Regions from separate parts of the Sus scrofa genome. Here region 2 is linked to region 1. Evidence: chromatin contacts called from public HiChIP or PLAC-seq data. All regions are on one chromosome and are shown on one strand. Each heading gives the region's core, a stretch centred on a gene start, on an enhancer-like site or on the middle of the called end of the contact. The rest is flanking DNA. Distances are from core to core; before and after follow the strand shown.

Region 1 (7,332 bases), core at 2,823-5,322:
CCCCCCCAACCCCGATACATCGGTCCCTGCACTGAGCACCTCCACGGCCACCACCTAGAACAAGCCCTTGTCATCCCACAGCTGATGACTTCCGTAACCTCCTAGCTGGTCTCCCTCTAATCTAGGAGTTGGGAAAATTTTTGCATAATGGGCTTGACAGTAAATATTTTAGGCTTTGTGGAGTTTCCATGACAACCACTCAACTCTGCCACTGTAGTGCCAAAGCAGCTGGAGACAATTTGTAAGCAAATAAGCAGGCTCTGTGCCAATAAAACTTTATCAAAAAATTTAATTTCAGAAGTTCCCATTGTGGCTCAGTGGTTAAGGAATCCGACTAGAAACGATGAGGTTCGATCCCTGGCCTTGCTCAGTGGGCTAAGGATCCAGTGTTGCTGTGAGCTGTGGTGTAGGTCACAAACGCCGCTCGGATCCGGCATTGCTGTGGCTCTGGCGTAGGCCGGTGGCTACAGCTCCGATTAGACCTCTAGTCTGGGAACCTCCATATGCCGCAGGTGCGGCCCTAAAAAGACAAAAGACAAAAAAAAATTAATTTAATTAAATAATTGAAATTATTGACACTGAAATTTGAATTCAACATAACCTTCAAGTATCACAAAGTGTTCTTCTTCTTTTGATTCTCAACTATTAAACTTTTTTTTTTTTGCCATGCCCGTAGCAGGTGAAAGTTCCCCTGCCAGGGATCGAACCCATGCCACAGCAGCAACCTGAGCTGCTCAGTGACAACTTGGGATCCTTAACCTGCTGCACTGCAAGGGAACTCCTGGTACTTTTCAACCATTTAACAATGTAAAAACCATTCTTAGCTTGTGGGCTATCCAAGCTACAGTTTGCTGTTTCCCTGCTCTAATCTGTTCCTCACACAACATCCAGAAAGACATACAGGTCCTTCCTCAGATTAAATTCTGCACTCAGAATAAAACAAAGCCTGCAGTGTCTGGGTGCTGCCAGACACTGCCCCTCTTACCTCACCCTGGACCTCTCACCCTCTCATTCACCACACCCTGCCCACTCTACGCTTCTTTCCCAGGTCAAGTTCTCATTTCAGGGCCTTTGCACACATCTCTCCTTCTGCGTGGATGCTGTCTTCTTTTCTTTTTTTTTCCTTTTAGGGCCACACCTGCGGCATATGGAAGTGTCCAGTCTAGGGGTCAAATTGGGTCAAATCGGAGCTGCAGCTGCTAGCCTACACCACAGCCACAGCAATGCCAGATCTGCAACCTTTGCTGCAGCTTGCGGCAACACTGGATCCTTAACCCACTGAGCAAGGCTAGGGATTGAACCCGCATCCTCATGGATATTAGTCAGGGTCTTGACCTGCTGAGCCACATGGGAACTCCCCTGGATGCTGTTTTCTAGGTTTTCTCTTTACCTGGCTAACTTCCATTCGTCTTTGGGGACTTTTGGGCCTTTAGGGGTAGAGAAACTTAAACTTCCTAAGAAAGGTCTTCTCTGACCCCCGAGGCCCCAATTGAAATTATGCTCCTCCTGTTATTATTCTCTCATAATACTGTATCTTTTCTCCCCCTCTTTGAAACACATCACAACTTGTAATTATGTATTCAGGCCTTTATTTGATATTAGTGGAAAACTCCATGGAGTCTGGGACCATGTCTGCTTTGTTGGCACTGAACCAAATACCCAGCATTGTGTCTGGCATACCGGGTGTTCCCTGAACGTCAGCTAAATTAGTGGATCCTCCACTGGAACTCCCGTTTCAGAAAAAAGGAGGTCCCCCGTGGACTTTGGGGCCCCGATGAACCAGAGCCGGCTTCCTGAGCAGACCCCTTGCCTATGGAGCTGAAGCATGGACTATGCAACAGTACCTTCCAAAGAATATGCTCGGGGCAAATTCCTGACCCTGGAGAAGCTTTCTCTACAGGCCCCACTCTGAAACCTGCCACACATTTTCACTCTAATGCCATCCATCTGCTGTTCTTCCTGCGTTCCAATCCAGAAACAGCTCCTCCCACTGAAGTTAACCCTTCTCAAAAACTCAGACCAGTTTTTACACCTGGGGTTGCCTGAGCTCTTAAAAACATAGCTGTTAAATCAGAATACTTTACTCAGCTGCCTGCCTGGAATGCTGGGGCAATGTCCAGAGGCCCTGGAGAGAAATGGCAGCCCTCCGAGGAGATAAGCCCTTCCTGCAGCCCTCTGCCTGCTCTAATCTACACTTCGAAGGGCTGCCAGAGTTACCTTTTCAAAGGATAACTTTTAAAAGATGGAGTCACTGCCATTCACATTTCTCACTGCCTATAGTATAAAGTCTAAACTCCTTAGCCCGTCTCGAAAATCTTCACCATTCAATCCCATCCCATCTTTCCAGCCTCAGCTCCCATGTGCCTTCACTCCATCCTGAGCTCAGTATTCTAGATATTTTAGTCTGGAACTGCCCCAAACTGTTGCCACTAGAGAGAATCACCATGATCAGTTTGGTGTGTATTCTCTGAATATTTTGAGTGTTCTGCAACTTTGCTTTTTTTTATTCAATAGTGTCTTGGGGATCTTCATATAAGAAAACAACTTGAGAGTTCTTGTTGTGGTTCAGCGGAAATGAATCTGACGAGCATCCATGAGGACAAAGGTTCCATCCCTGGCCTTGCTCAGTGGGTTAAGGATCCTGTGTTGCTGTGAGCTGTGTTGTAGGTTGCAGACGTGTCTCGGATCCTGTGCTGCTGTGGCTATGGTGTAGGCCAGCCACTACAGCTCCAATTCGACCCCTAGCCTGGGAACCTCCATATGTCTCGGGTGAGCCCTTAAAAGCCAAAAATACCCCCCCAACCCTCCACATCTCTATCTACACTGTGCTTTAAATGTTGCAGAGCAACCCACAGCATGAGTGAACTTTAGGATTATTCAACCATTGCCCTCTTGATTGACATCTGTTTGCAGTTTTTCCCTTATTGCAAAAAAATACTATACACAAATTTCCCTGTACCTTTTTCTGCACTTGTACATGTTTGTCTAGGGTAGATACCAAAAAGTGGAATTGCTGGGTCACCAAGTCATAAGCTAACACCTCTGGGGCTTGGCACACCCTAGTGCTCCCGCCTAGAATGCCTCTGCACATGACTCATTCCTGTTCATCAAGACCAGTCAAGTGTCATCACTCAGTGAAAGGTGGTCTCTTCTGCTTCTGTTTTCCCATAGTACTTCCTGTCCATATTATCTCATTATCATAAACTTATGGCTCTGCCTTATTGGTCTTTGTATTCCCAACACCCAGCATACGGCTAAGCATAAAGCCAAAATTCAAATGTTTTCTTGACTGGATGAATGAAGGCATAAATAAATAATGAAGGTACTGTGGTTAGGACATTCCAGAAAGTCAAGGTGAGTCTGTGAGTGTTGTGAACTTGGGCTTTGGACCAATCTGCCGCCTGGTGCCCTGAGCCAAGCTGCGTCTCTGGGTTTCTGTCCGCTTAGTCTCTGACCTCGGGCATCTCATCTTAAACTCTGTTCAAGTTGTGTACCTCACGGTGGAGCCCTGTGAATGTGTAGGGGCTCTGGCCACAGAGCACAGACATATGAGCCCTGGGGCAGCACTGGCAGGGGTTGGCTTTCCAAGGTTAGCTCTGTCTCCTTTCACCCTTGAAGCAGCTTAGTATCCCTGGGTTTTGGTTTATTTTTTCTCCCTGCAGTACTTTAGAGGCAATTAAGATCAGCTGCAACATTTCTGCTTGCTGCCTCCAGATCTGAACCCAGGGGAAGCCAGATGTTTTCCACTAGCATTCCCTCTTGTGGTCTGATGAACAGCCCTGTTTTCTGAGTCTCTCTGTGACCTAGCTTCCTCAGATCCCAAAGCCTGGCTTGCAGCCTTTATTTTTAATAGGGTTTTAATAGGTGGCTCCTGTAATTAACTTCATTCTTGTGTTTTCACACTTTCTGTCCAGGTGCCTAGAGGCCCCCAGGCACTAGGTGGGATGTTAACTGATTTTGAATAATACAGAACCTTATGGCTGTCATTAGCTATTACCTCAGCTCCTCTGATTTGCAGTTAGTTGTTTTACAATCATTAATTAGCTGGGGCACATGCCCATTTGGGAGGTCAGCCCAGTCACCCGTCATGTTTCACAGAGGTAGAAACAGATATGGAGGAAAAAGGACTTGTCCAAGTCCCAACAGAGAGAGTGGGTGTTGAAACTTGTTTCAGAAGCTACGTTCTGCTGCGTACACACCCTGTGAGCGCCAAGGCAAGGATCCACTACTCAGGTACGATTGCGCAGCTGTCTCAGGTGCCCAGCTGACGATTGCACCCTCCCACAAGGACTGCGGAGAAGTCAGCCCTCAGCAGCTAAAATTACCACCTGAAATTACTCCCATTCATTCTCTTTAGGCCCCCTTTCCATTTTATGAGCAGATTTATCTGCCCAAAGAACGCGAACGTGATTCCTCCGGGATTTAGAAACTACATAATTTTGCTATTTTTAAAGCTGCCGTTTGAAAATCTGTGCTCTCATACTCACACTCCTCAAGGAGTGGGGGCGGGGGTGGGGCTGCAGCGGGTGGGGACGAAGAGTACGTGCTGCGGGGAGAACAGCATGGCTCTTGGCCTCCCAGAGCGCCGCTCTGTCCTCTGGGGAGGCGCTCCTCAGAGCACGCGGGAGGGTTTGCAACCCCCAGCAACTTGGGCCGCTCGGACTCCCGGAGCGGCCCAGGCGTCGGATTCCGGCGACCTGCGCCCCCTTTCTGCTGCCAGACGGAGGGCAGCGCCGCGGGTCCCCCAGCCCTAGAGGGAGCGGGAAGGGAGAGGCGGTCGAGCAGGTGGCGGTTAGGTCAGCCTCGGAACATTCTTGGACCGCTCCAGTGGATATAAATAACCGACGGATAGGCTCCGAAATGTCTCGGGGTGGGGGGCAAGGGGGTGAGGAAGAAGGGATTTATTCAGTGTGGGGGGTGGTATCGGGGCATTCTGGAAAGATCTACCAAACCTTTGGTAGCTGACAAAGGGGATGGAAGGGCGAAGGGGTTTAAGAATGAATCGTAATTGGGTTGTGATGATCGTTGTGGTGAACTATAAATGTAATAAGATTCATTGAGTTAAAAAAAAAAGAATCGTGATACACTATCTGGGAATAACGCGGAGGGGGAGGAGCTCAAGCCTTTCTGCCCCACCCCCACCGAAGTCAGACCTAGTCCTCAGAATGGGCCCCCAGACTGGCAAGGAGGGCTGTGCAAGGAAGGGGTCTTTGGAGTCCCGGACCTGCCTGACTACAGCTCTGAGGTCTCTGAGCCTCACTTTCTGCATCTATTCAACGGGAGCCCTAATGCTTGCAAGAGGATGGTTATGAGCCTCGTCGGAGCTAATTTCTAACTAAGAAAGCTGTGCTCAGCAAAAAGAGTAAGGCAGTGTAGCCCCAGACCTCCCTCCAAAGGGAGCCGGTGCAGGCCCCATCCCTTCCCGCTTCCACTGGTCTCCCAGGCTCTGAGGAGGCCTGGGAGGGGCAAAGCCGAAATCTGACTCCCTATAGCGCCGAGGCACCACCCAGGAGAGTCGGCCCTCATTCGGGACCCAAGACCCCAAGGCCCGCGCCCCTGGAGCCGCGATGCAGGCAGCTCCTGCGCCCCCGCCGCTAGCCGGTGGGGTTGGGGCAGCAGAGCCGAGGAGAGGGCGGGGCCGGGGGCTGGGCTTCCCGGGGGAGGGCCCGGCGCACTCCGGGAGGCGGTGGCCCCGGCCTGGGAGCCGCAGGACTCGGGCAGGAGCGTGGCCAGACCCCCACCCGCCGAGGCGCCCAGGGAGGACGCGGTGAGTGCTGCCCGGGCGGGGACCGTGGGGAGGCGGCGGCAGGAGCTGCTGCTCGAGCCCGCCCTCTCCTCCTCCCGCTCCGAAAGTTTGCAATGGGACCGACTCCCGCCGGGGGAGCCCCCGGCCGCCGCGCCCTGCGGGAAGACTGCAAGAGCTGCCGCTGAGCCGACAGGGTGCCTCATCTGCGGCGCAGCGCACCCGACAATTTCCCAGACCTGCCAGGGGGAGGGAGGCGTCGGGGTTGGCAGGCCACACCATCTCCTGGGGTCCCTAAAAGCCCCCAAATCGCCCTGGGACCCCAGGAGGGACCTTGATCCCTAGAGACCCCTCGTTCTTTGCAAAGAGCTCAAATTCCTGGGGCCGCTGTCCCTGGCCACCATCTGGAGTACACGGCGGCGCCGGCCAAGGCAGGGTGCGCCCCCTCCGCTGAGCGGTGACCGGCTGGCTCCACCCCCGCCGAGGCCAAGTTCAACAAGTTTGGCCAATTAGTCCTGGAGTCTCCATGGCTAGGCCTGGCCCGACCGCTCCGCGTGGGTTCCTTGGGCTGCGAGTTGTGCGGCGCCGGCCGCCAGAGAGGCTGGTGGAAGGGTGCCGTCCATGAGGGTTGGGGCCAGAGACCGGCAGCCCTTGGGCTGGGTGGTTTGGTGTGAGGGCTCCGGGTTTGGAGTGCGTCATCAGGGAGCAGGCACCTCAGGCGGCAGGTCGGGTTTCCAAAAGTGCCCCTTTGTTATGCCCCTCCCTGGCCCTGCCTCCTCCTCCTTCCCCGCGCCACCCCCTCCCCCAGCCTCCCGCTTCTCTCCGGCTGCTGATTCTACCTAAGTGCCCCTCTCTGGACCAGTGGACCGCCCCCTCCTGTGCCTTCAAATTCCAGGGCTGCAGTCCGAACGGGGGGGCTGCCGAGAGGGCTGCTGAGGTCCCTGGGCGCAGCCTGTGAGTCAGGACAGAGGATGGGCAGGGCAGGGCAGGGCAGGACAGCAGTTCTCCCTCCCAGGGGCATGCCCCCCCTCCCCGCTTCTGGAAAGGATGGGGGCTCAGTAAGTAAGAGTAGGTTCTTCCCAGAACCCGGAGATTCCCTACCTTGGCTCAGGAAGCTGTGAGGAGACCCAGCCAAGCCCCATCAGACTTGTCTCAGCCCAATAGGTGCACGCTCCCTGGGTTGGGAAGGCTCATTATCTGCATTCTGAGCTCTTGCCTGTAGGAGTGTGTCCTGGGGACCAATCTGGGTTTCTGCTGGGGTCAGGAGGTACAAGGTGCTGGCCCTCCTCAGCAGGGGCAAGGCACAAGGCCCACTTCAGCTGCTAGATCTGGCAGGGCAGTGAGGCCTGGCTCTGCCTGCGGCTTGGGCTGGTGTTTGCTCTGGGAGGCTGAAGGGAGCAGTGCCAGCCCTGCACACACAGCTTGCTCTGTTCTGGGGCCAGAGAGAGGGAACCAGTGGGGGGCAGCTCTCCGGGGAGCACGGAGGCTGGAACGAGCAGGGGGCCCAGGCCCCTGATGCCTGACTGGGACAGCCCTGGGATTTACAGCTGCAGCTCTCTTTCTCTCCATCTGGTTGGCAATTCCTTTCT
Region 2 (7,332 bases), core at 3,170-5,669, 1.2 Mb after region 1:
GATCTCTAGGGGAGAGCTTCTCTAGAGATGGCAGATTGTGTTGAGAAATGTTTTGTTTATCTGTTATTAAGAGGAGGAGGAAAAATGAACTCTTTTTTTGGGGTCTAGATTGCCCTTGACCAAGTTTCTCTGCTTCAAGCCAAGGTTATTTAACCGTAATGATGATATCATTGGCCGGCCAGACTGGCTACATAGGATATTAATAGAAATTAATTTCTTCTAAGTAATTAAGGAGCTTAAGCCCCTTTAAAAGGATAACCCAAACCCATACTCCATAGCAGGGAATGATCCTTAAGTATCACTTGGATAAAAATATATTTAATCTTTTCTAATTTCATGGAGAAAGATGAAGAGGCAAGTTTTTGTCCCTTTTGAAAACGGAAACCTTCTCTCAGCAGCAGAACAATACAGTGACTCACTCGGGCGGCCGTGTGAACAGCTCACTTAAACCTCCCTGCCAGAAGACCATAGCTCTCAACCCGCTTCGTGGTGACCGAGTTTCAGCAAGAACAGCCCAACAGTGTTTAGCTCCCAGCGCTGGGAGGAGAGACACACTTCTTCTCACCAGGCGTCATGGGGAGTCCCCAGGTCACCTTACTTATTAATCCTGAGAGATCTGGGCTGATACGTTCTTTCTACCAACTCCCTCTGTCCCAGAAGCTCCTGAACACGGGTGCAGCCCAGAGCTAGGGAGAAAAGGGCGAAGTGAATCGTTGCCGACAATATCTAGGTTGCAGCAGGGAGAGAAAGGTAATGAAAAACTGCAAGGGATTATTTTGGGTAGCCCTTTTTAAATCTAGAAGTAGCTCGAAACCCCCTCCCCTCTTTTCCATTTTTTTGTTCTCACTGCAATACTTCCTTTCAGATGCAGTAAATTTTGGGAGGGTAGAGCTGGGGAAAATGGCAAAGGGATTAGCTAACTAGCACTTGACCAAAAAAAGTCCTGAGGTTCCTATCACTACGATTAGCTTATAAAGTTCCCACTACCACCAACGCAAGGAGTATGCTAGCCCTTCTCCTATGCTAATACACATACATATTCTTGGTCGCCTTTCTCTGTCCACTTTTACTCTTAGAAAGTGCCATTCATGGTTATTTTAATCTGATTCATCTGCTGAAAAACGCTGTGTGGGAGTCAGTACAGGAAATGAGGAGGATAACAGAGATACAGATTCTGATTCCCCCCACCCTTCCAGATGGCCCAGGGCCCACTCTTCTGAGGGAGGCTTCTCAGAGGCAGCAACTGAAGTATTTGCAGAGCTAGGACGTTACGCTGCAGCACAATTCTCCTAGATCACTTCCAGATCCAGAAACAGGAAGACTGCACATATCGTAGTTAACCCAGAGGTAGAGCTGGCTCCATCACTCCTACCAACCCCCAACCGAGTGCATTAAACAGTCTGCAAATCTGGAGGAGCTCCCATCGTGGTGCAGCAGAAATGAATACAACTAGGAATCATGAGGTTGTGGGTTTGATCCCCGGCCTCGATCAGTGGGTTAAGGATCTGGCGTTGCTGTGGCTGTGGCGTAGGCTGGTAGCAACAGCTCCAATTCGACCCCTAGTCTGGGAACCTCCATATGCCTAGGGTGCAGCTCTAAAAATAAACAGTCTGCAGGTATGCCCTCACTCTGATTCTGAGAGCAAAGAGTATAGAGGCGGTGGTAGGTGTGTGTCTGTGCCCAGGCCCAGGAGCATTTATTGTATTCAATCTGCTTTGTGTTATTTCACCTCTTTCTTCTGATACCAAAACCAATCAGACTTCCTGCCAATGCACTGCAACACATATCCCAAGTTGCCGGACTCTGTGGTCCACTTCTCTGGCTTTGCTGCACATGACAGCTTTAAAGACCCTAGTACCCAAGTCAATGAAATCAGAATTGGGAGAGAAGTGGGCCCAGCCATCTTTTAAAGATACTTAAATGATTCTCACGCGTGGCAAGGTTGACACCCATTGCTACAGTCTGTCCCCGATTTTATTTATTTCACAGCACTTAGTTCTACCAAGTTATAGCTGTTTGCTTGTCTTCCTACATGAAAATGTAAGCTCCAGGAGCTCTGGACACATCTGCTTGTTCCCTGCTGTGCTCCTAGCAGCCCCTAGAGTAGTGCCTGGCAGATATTAGGTGCTCATTAAACGCTCAATTAACATCTGCATTCCTACACAGCCTCTGACTTCAGGATTTGATATAGGCATCTGAGCTGCCACATTCTTTTTCTTTTACTCACTCAACAGCACAATTACAAAAGGGTGACCCACAAAAATCTCTAAATACCTAGTTTCTAGAGAATCTGAGTTTAATAAGCAACAGAGGTTTTGTTGTTGGTTTTTTTTTTTTTGTCTTTTTAGGGCCACGCTTGCGGCATTTGGAGGTTCCCAGGCTAGGGGTCAAATAGGAGCTGTAACTGCCAGCCTAAGCCATAGCCACAGCAATGCCAGATCCGAGCCGCATCTGTGACCTACACCACAGCTGACGGCAATGCTGGATCCTCAACCCACTGAGCGAAGCCAGGGATCCTTAACCACCGAGCCACAATGGGACCACCTGTTGTTGATTTTTAATCTCCACTACTGCAAAGGAACAGGCAATTTTATGCCACATTCCTCAAATCCCATAAAAGAAGAAACTCCTTGACAATGTAACAAACAAGTAGTCTGGAGTCTAATTACTCTGCTCTGACTGGCACACTGCCATCAGGAGAGGGGCAAAGTCTGAGGCTTAGTCCAAGCTAAGTCCACACTAGGGATGGCTGGTCATTTGAGGATGTTTGTCAGCCCAACCTCCTATCTAGAGAAACTGGAGCAAGGGCCGAGTAATAGAGCAGACTGAAAACTGTGTGGGCAGGCTCTCCACAGAACTATCTTTAGCTGTTCCCTCCATATAAATGGGGCAGGAGGGGGGCATTTAATAGACCCACTGCTAGAAGCACTCACTCTCCTAGCAGGGCACACACCTTGGAGAGGAAAGAATGGGGAGCCAGCGTATCCTGGGAATAACTCTGCCCCTCAGTGCAACAAGGCCACAAGCAAACACCTCCAGAACAATGCAAACAAACTAGAGGACGACTGCCAGACTTGTTAAAGAGAGACGGGTACACAATGTCTCAGAACACCTTTGTTTTAAACACTGGTTATGGAGAAAACACATCAACTACCTGTTAAACTTTTCCCATGATCCTGGGAGTCATCAAAGAGGGCCCCTTGGTATCACAGCTTGCCTGCTCCCAAATCTTAGCACATCAGCTGACAAGAGTCTAATCTACAGGCTCAACTGTCCTTTAAAATCAATCTCAAGAGAAGAGGAGGAAGTAAGGGACTCTTTGTTTCTTTTTCTTCTTCCTCCCCCCTCCTGCTTTTTTCCTTAGCAAGCCCATAGCTGCTGAGGGAATTCTCCAAAATAGGTTAAGTACTGCTGTCTGCTCTCTAGCCCAGGACACAGAGTGCCTCTCAATGAACGTGCCCTTGAGAGCATGTTCTTTTATTTACAATAAAGGAGCAAAGGCACCTGCCCTACCTAATGCTAAGTCAGAGTCTCTAGACACCTCCAGAGACTGGATGATCTTGGTGGAAGGAAGACAGGATAGGTGAAAAAATGAATTCACACAAACCAGAGGCTTAAGCTTAAGACGACCTTCAGGAGCGCTCTTGAAGAATGCAGGTGTCTGCCGTGCTATTTCAGAAACCTGTCCCGGCCCTCATACCGCAATAGCTCCCGTCCTCCCCTCCCTGAGCACAACCCTAAGAACCCTAGACCAGGAGTCCCTGTTCTGCCACTCGCCGGCTGCAAGTCCTTGGGCAGGTCAACTTTGTATCTCTAAGACTCCAGAGTCTCATCGGTACAATGAGGATCATGATTTTTGTTTCACGGGGACGTCGTGAGGACCAAAAGGGATAACACAGTGAGAACGCGCCGTGCCAGAGGTTGAGCCCTGGCCCACCCAAGCCCTAACTATGGGACTAATTGCTACCCACGTCGCGGCTTCTCCCCACTGGAGACTCAGCTGCGCCTCCCTGCCCCATCTCTTTCAGGTCGGGGGCTTTCAGCAGAGGGGACTGGGGCCAGAGCCTCCCCCCTCTTAGGGTACGTGCCTCAGAGGCTAGACTGCGCTCCCCGGACCCGCAAACCCGCCCGGGGCCCCCTCACCTCCACCGGTTGATCCCGACTGAAGAGGAGGCCGCGAACCAAGGGTCGAGGATGTAAACACAGCGCACGCAGTGCGCCCCGCGAACCGCCGCCAGCAGCGCCGGGTTGTCGTGGAGCCGCAGCCCCTTGCGGAACCAGTGCACCGAAGAGGCGCCTTCCGCGCCGGCAGCGGGAGCCGGGGAGGACGCCGCAGCGGTCGCCACAGCCGCCGCCATCATTGCCTGGACTGCTCTGACTGCGGCCGCTCCGCCCCCGTCGGCGCCGCGAGCCCGGCCCCCAGCTGGCCCAGTGACCTATGACGCGCCGCTACTCTTTGGAGCCCCGCCCTCAGGCCCTGGAGCGCCTCTGCTATTGGCTGGGCGCCTCCTGCCGGGCGATTGGTTAGAGGCACCATGTCTGGCCCCGCCTCCTCACGTTCCCACCATGTGTGGGCCCTGCCGGGAGGAGCCGGAGGGCTGGGCTAGTGACGCAGGCTGGCGGTCCCCAAGGAGGTCTGGGCGTGGACCAAGTCCGAGGAACGGCGGAGCTCAGCTTCCTTTTTTAGGGCCTGGCGCTGGAAGCTGTGTGGGCTGGCGAGGGTTGCTGTGACTCCAGCAAATGACTTAAAAGGACAGACCACCGGCTGTCCTACATCATCTTCGTCATCAATATAATCATCTACCACACTCTATACATACATCATTACAGCATTCTAATACAGCTTCCATTAGATGCCAACCAACGTGATAATACCCTTACGCTGCTGTCTCCTTTACTGCTGTAAACTCAGACGAGTTGCATTCTTTCAACAAACCCTAGTGAAAGAGCTGTTTTCATTTTACCGACAAAGAAAACCGAGGCTGCTGCAGGTTGAGTAACATGCTCAATATCATACAGCTAATACTTCTACCAGGATTATTCAGAATCTGAAGTTTCTGCTTTTATCCACAATACTACACCTCTGTCAGCGTTGAGCAACTTGGCATTTACAAGTAGTAGAGTCCAAAGTGTGGGCCCTGATGTGCTGCAGTAGAGGGGTTGGGATTAGGGACTGGAATTGTGGAGAATGTGGGTTGAGATTGTAATTAGGTCATCATTGGAATTCCCAGTTTGTGGCTCAGCGGTAATGAACCCGACTAGTATCCAAGAGGATGAGGGTTTGATCCCTGGGCTTGCTCAGTGGGTTAAGATCTGGTGTTGCTGTGAACTGTGATGTAGGCTGCAGACGCGGCTCAGATCCTGAGTTGCTGTGGCTAGCAGTAGATCCGATTCAGCTCCTAGCCTGGGAACCTCCAAACTCTGCAGATATGCTCTAAAAAGCAAGAGGGAAAAAAAAAAGCCATCACATGAATTTTTCTTTTAGTTCTGTCATAGACTTAGGGGTAACTCTGAGTGTAAAGGACTGAACTGGAGTCTGTGTGGGGTTCAGAGATGTGGAGGATATTCCCCACGCGTCCCCAAGAGAGCCAGGTGGAGCCCTCTTCTGGAGTCGAGCACAGGGCTTGCTGATTGACTGAATGAGTGAATGATAGGAGAAGCCTGTAAACACCCCCACTGATGTGTTGATGGTGGGCTAAGCTAGCCTGGAGCTTTGGCATTATCAAATGGAGAGGCCGTCTCAATTTGGCTCTAGGTGGCACCCTTCCTGAATTTGGGAATGAGCAATGAAGGAAGTTAGCAATTTAATCCGCAAGTGAGTGGCACTAATTGGCACAACTGTCTAAACCACAGTGTTGTTACAATCCTAGGCGCTCTCATTGCCAGGGCTTTGCACAAACTGTTCCCTCCAACCTGGATCACACCCTGAACACCCCCCCCACACACCTTCTAACTTCAGTTTGTCCTATGTCACTGCTCAGTGTAGATGTCACTTGCTGTCTGCTCCCAGCCTTCATAGTGCCCCATCTCATTCTGTGCTTCTTAATTTCTTAAAATTATTTTTGTTTATACGGAAGTTCCCAGGCCAGGGGTCAAACCCACGCCACAGCAATAACCAGAGCCACACCAGTGACGCCAGATCTTACCCGCTCAGCCACCAGGGAACTGCTTCTTATTAACACTGACCTTAATGTATGGTAGTGGAATTTCTTATCTGTCTGTCTGCCTCATTAGATTAAAACACCCTGGAGGGCTAGGACTGTGGCTTGTCTACAGCTGTATTTCCAGGGTCTAGCTCAGTGCTTGACCCTTAATGTTCAAGGATCATTTGGGTAAAAATTGAACAGGGGCTAGAATCTCAGGTTGGCAGGAACTTTAATGGCCTATCTCAGTCCTGATCCTGTTCTTAGTTTTGAATACTCTCTCCAAAAGAAACCCAAACACCTCTGACTGGAATCCAGCCTAAACCCAGATTGGAACTTGAACCCACTTTTTCAAAAAAAATTAGAACCACTGACCTGGTATCTAGACTTAGTGAGACTCAGGTTCTTTGTGCCTCAGTGCAGAAGGATTTCTGTGAGACAAATGGATAGGTAAGAAATAGCTTTATTGAGATAGGACACTTGTGAGGGATACAAGTGGGCAGGTGAGGAGGCTCAGCCCCGAGGATTAGATGGGCTATATTTTTATAATCCAAGGAAAGTGGAGGGAGAGGGGAAATGCGCTTCTTCCTCATTCTTCAGGTAGACGTCAGGCTTACGTCATAGCTCCTCCTTCCTATTGGGTAAGAGAGTGTTTGACCCTATGAGGTCACACGAGGACTTTCATGGTGCTGATTTTTCTTCACATCAGCAGAAGGGTGGTAACAGATGCTAAAATATGTTGAATCATCTCTGGTTTCTGCATAATGAGGGTCTCCTGCTTTGAAATCTCATCTTTCCCTTAAATTCCTGTCCTTGGTCCTACGGATCATGAGCTTGCTGAACTTGAACGCGGACCTCATTTTATCTTTCACTTAATGACTGGAGCCATATCACATATTTGTATGTATGGTTTTGGAGCCATATCACATGTTTGTATGTATGTTTTATCGTGAAGCAAGCCTGCTTTGTTCCATGGTGTTCTGACGGCTTTCTTGAGCGATGATTAACTAACAGTGGTCTCCCAAAGTCCCCTAGGTTTCCCTCTCTATCTGCGGTCCCCTATGGGACTTCGACAACTACCTGTGTAACTAGCCTACTCCATCCCTATCACTGGGAATGGAACAGAGAGTGGAAGGAGATGGTTCTTCCTTACAACCTCAAAGATGCATATTCTCTTTTTCTTCTCTGA

Evidence for each region. HiChIP or PLAC-seq counts read pairs in DNA pulled down with a chosen protein or histone mark.
Region 2: a contact with region 1 is called in an H3K27ac HiChIP or PLAC-seq map of skeletal muscle. The contact joins the promoter of CRY2 here to the promoter of PACSIN3 in region 1. A contact is called at or near these places in 1 of 5 promoter capture datasets (liver) and 1 of 2 datasets of contacts at active chromatin or transcription factors (skeletal muscle).

Annotation. Positions count from the first base shown.
Region 1 is chr2:15,376,225-15,383,556 of Sscrofa11.1, forward strand. It overlaps PACSIN3 (protein kinase C and casein kinase substrate in neurons protein 3), which reads left to right and starts at 4,073. Exons shown (of 10, transcript XM_021085228.1): 1 at 4,073-4,233.
Region 2 is chr2:16,615,961-16,623,292 of Sscrofa11.1, forward strand. It overlaps CRY2 (cryptochrome-2), which reads right to left and starts at 4,420. Exons shown (of 12, transcript XM_021083144.1): 1 at 4,144-4,420. The coding sequence starts at 4,361.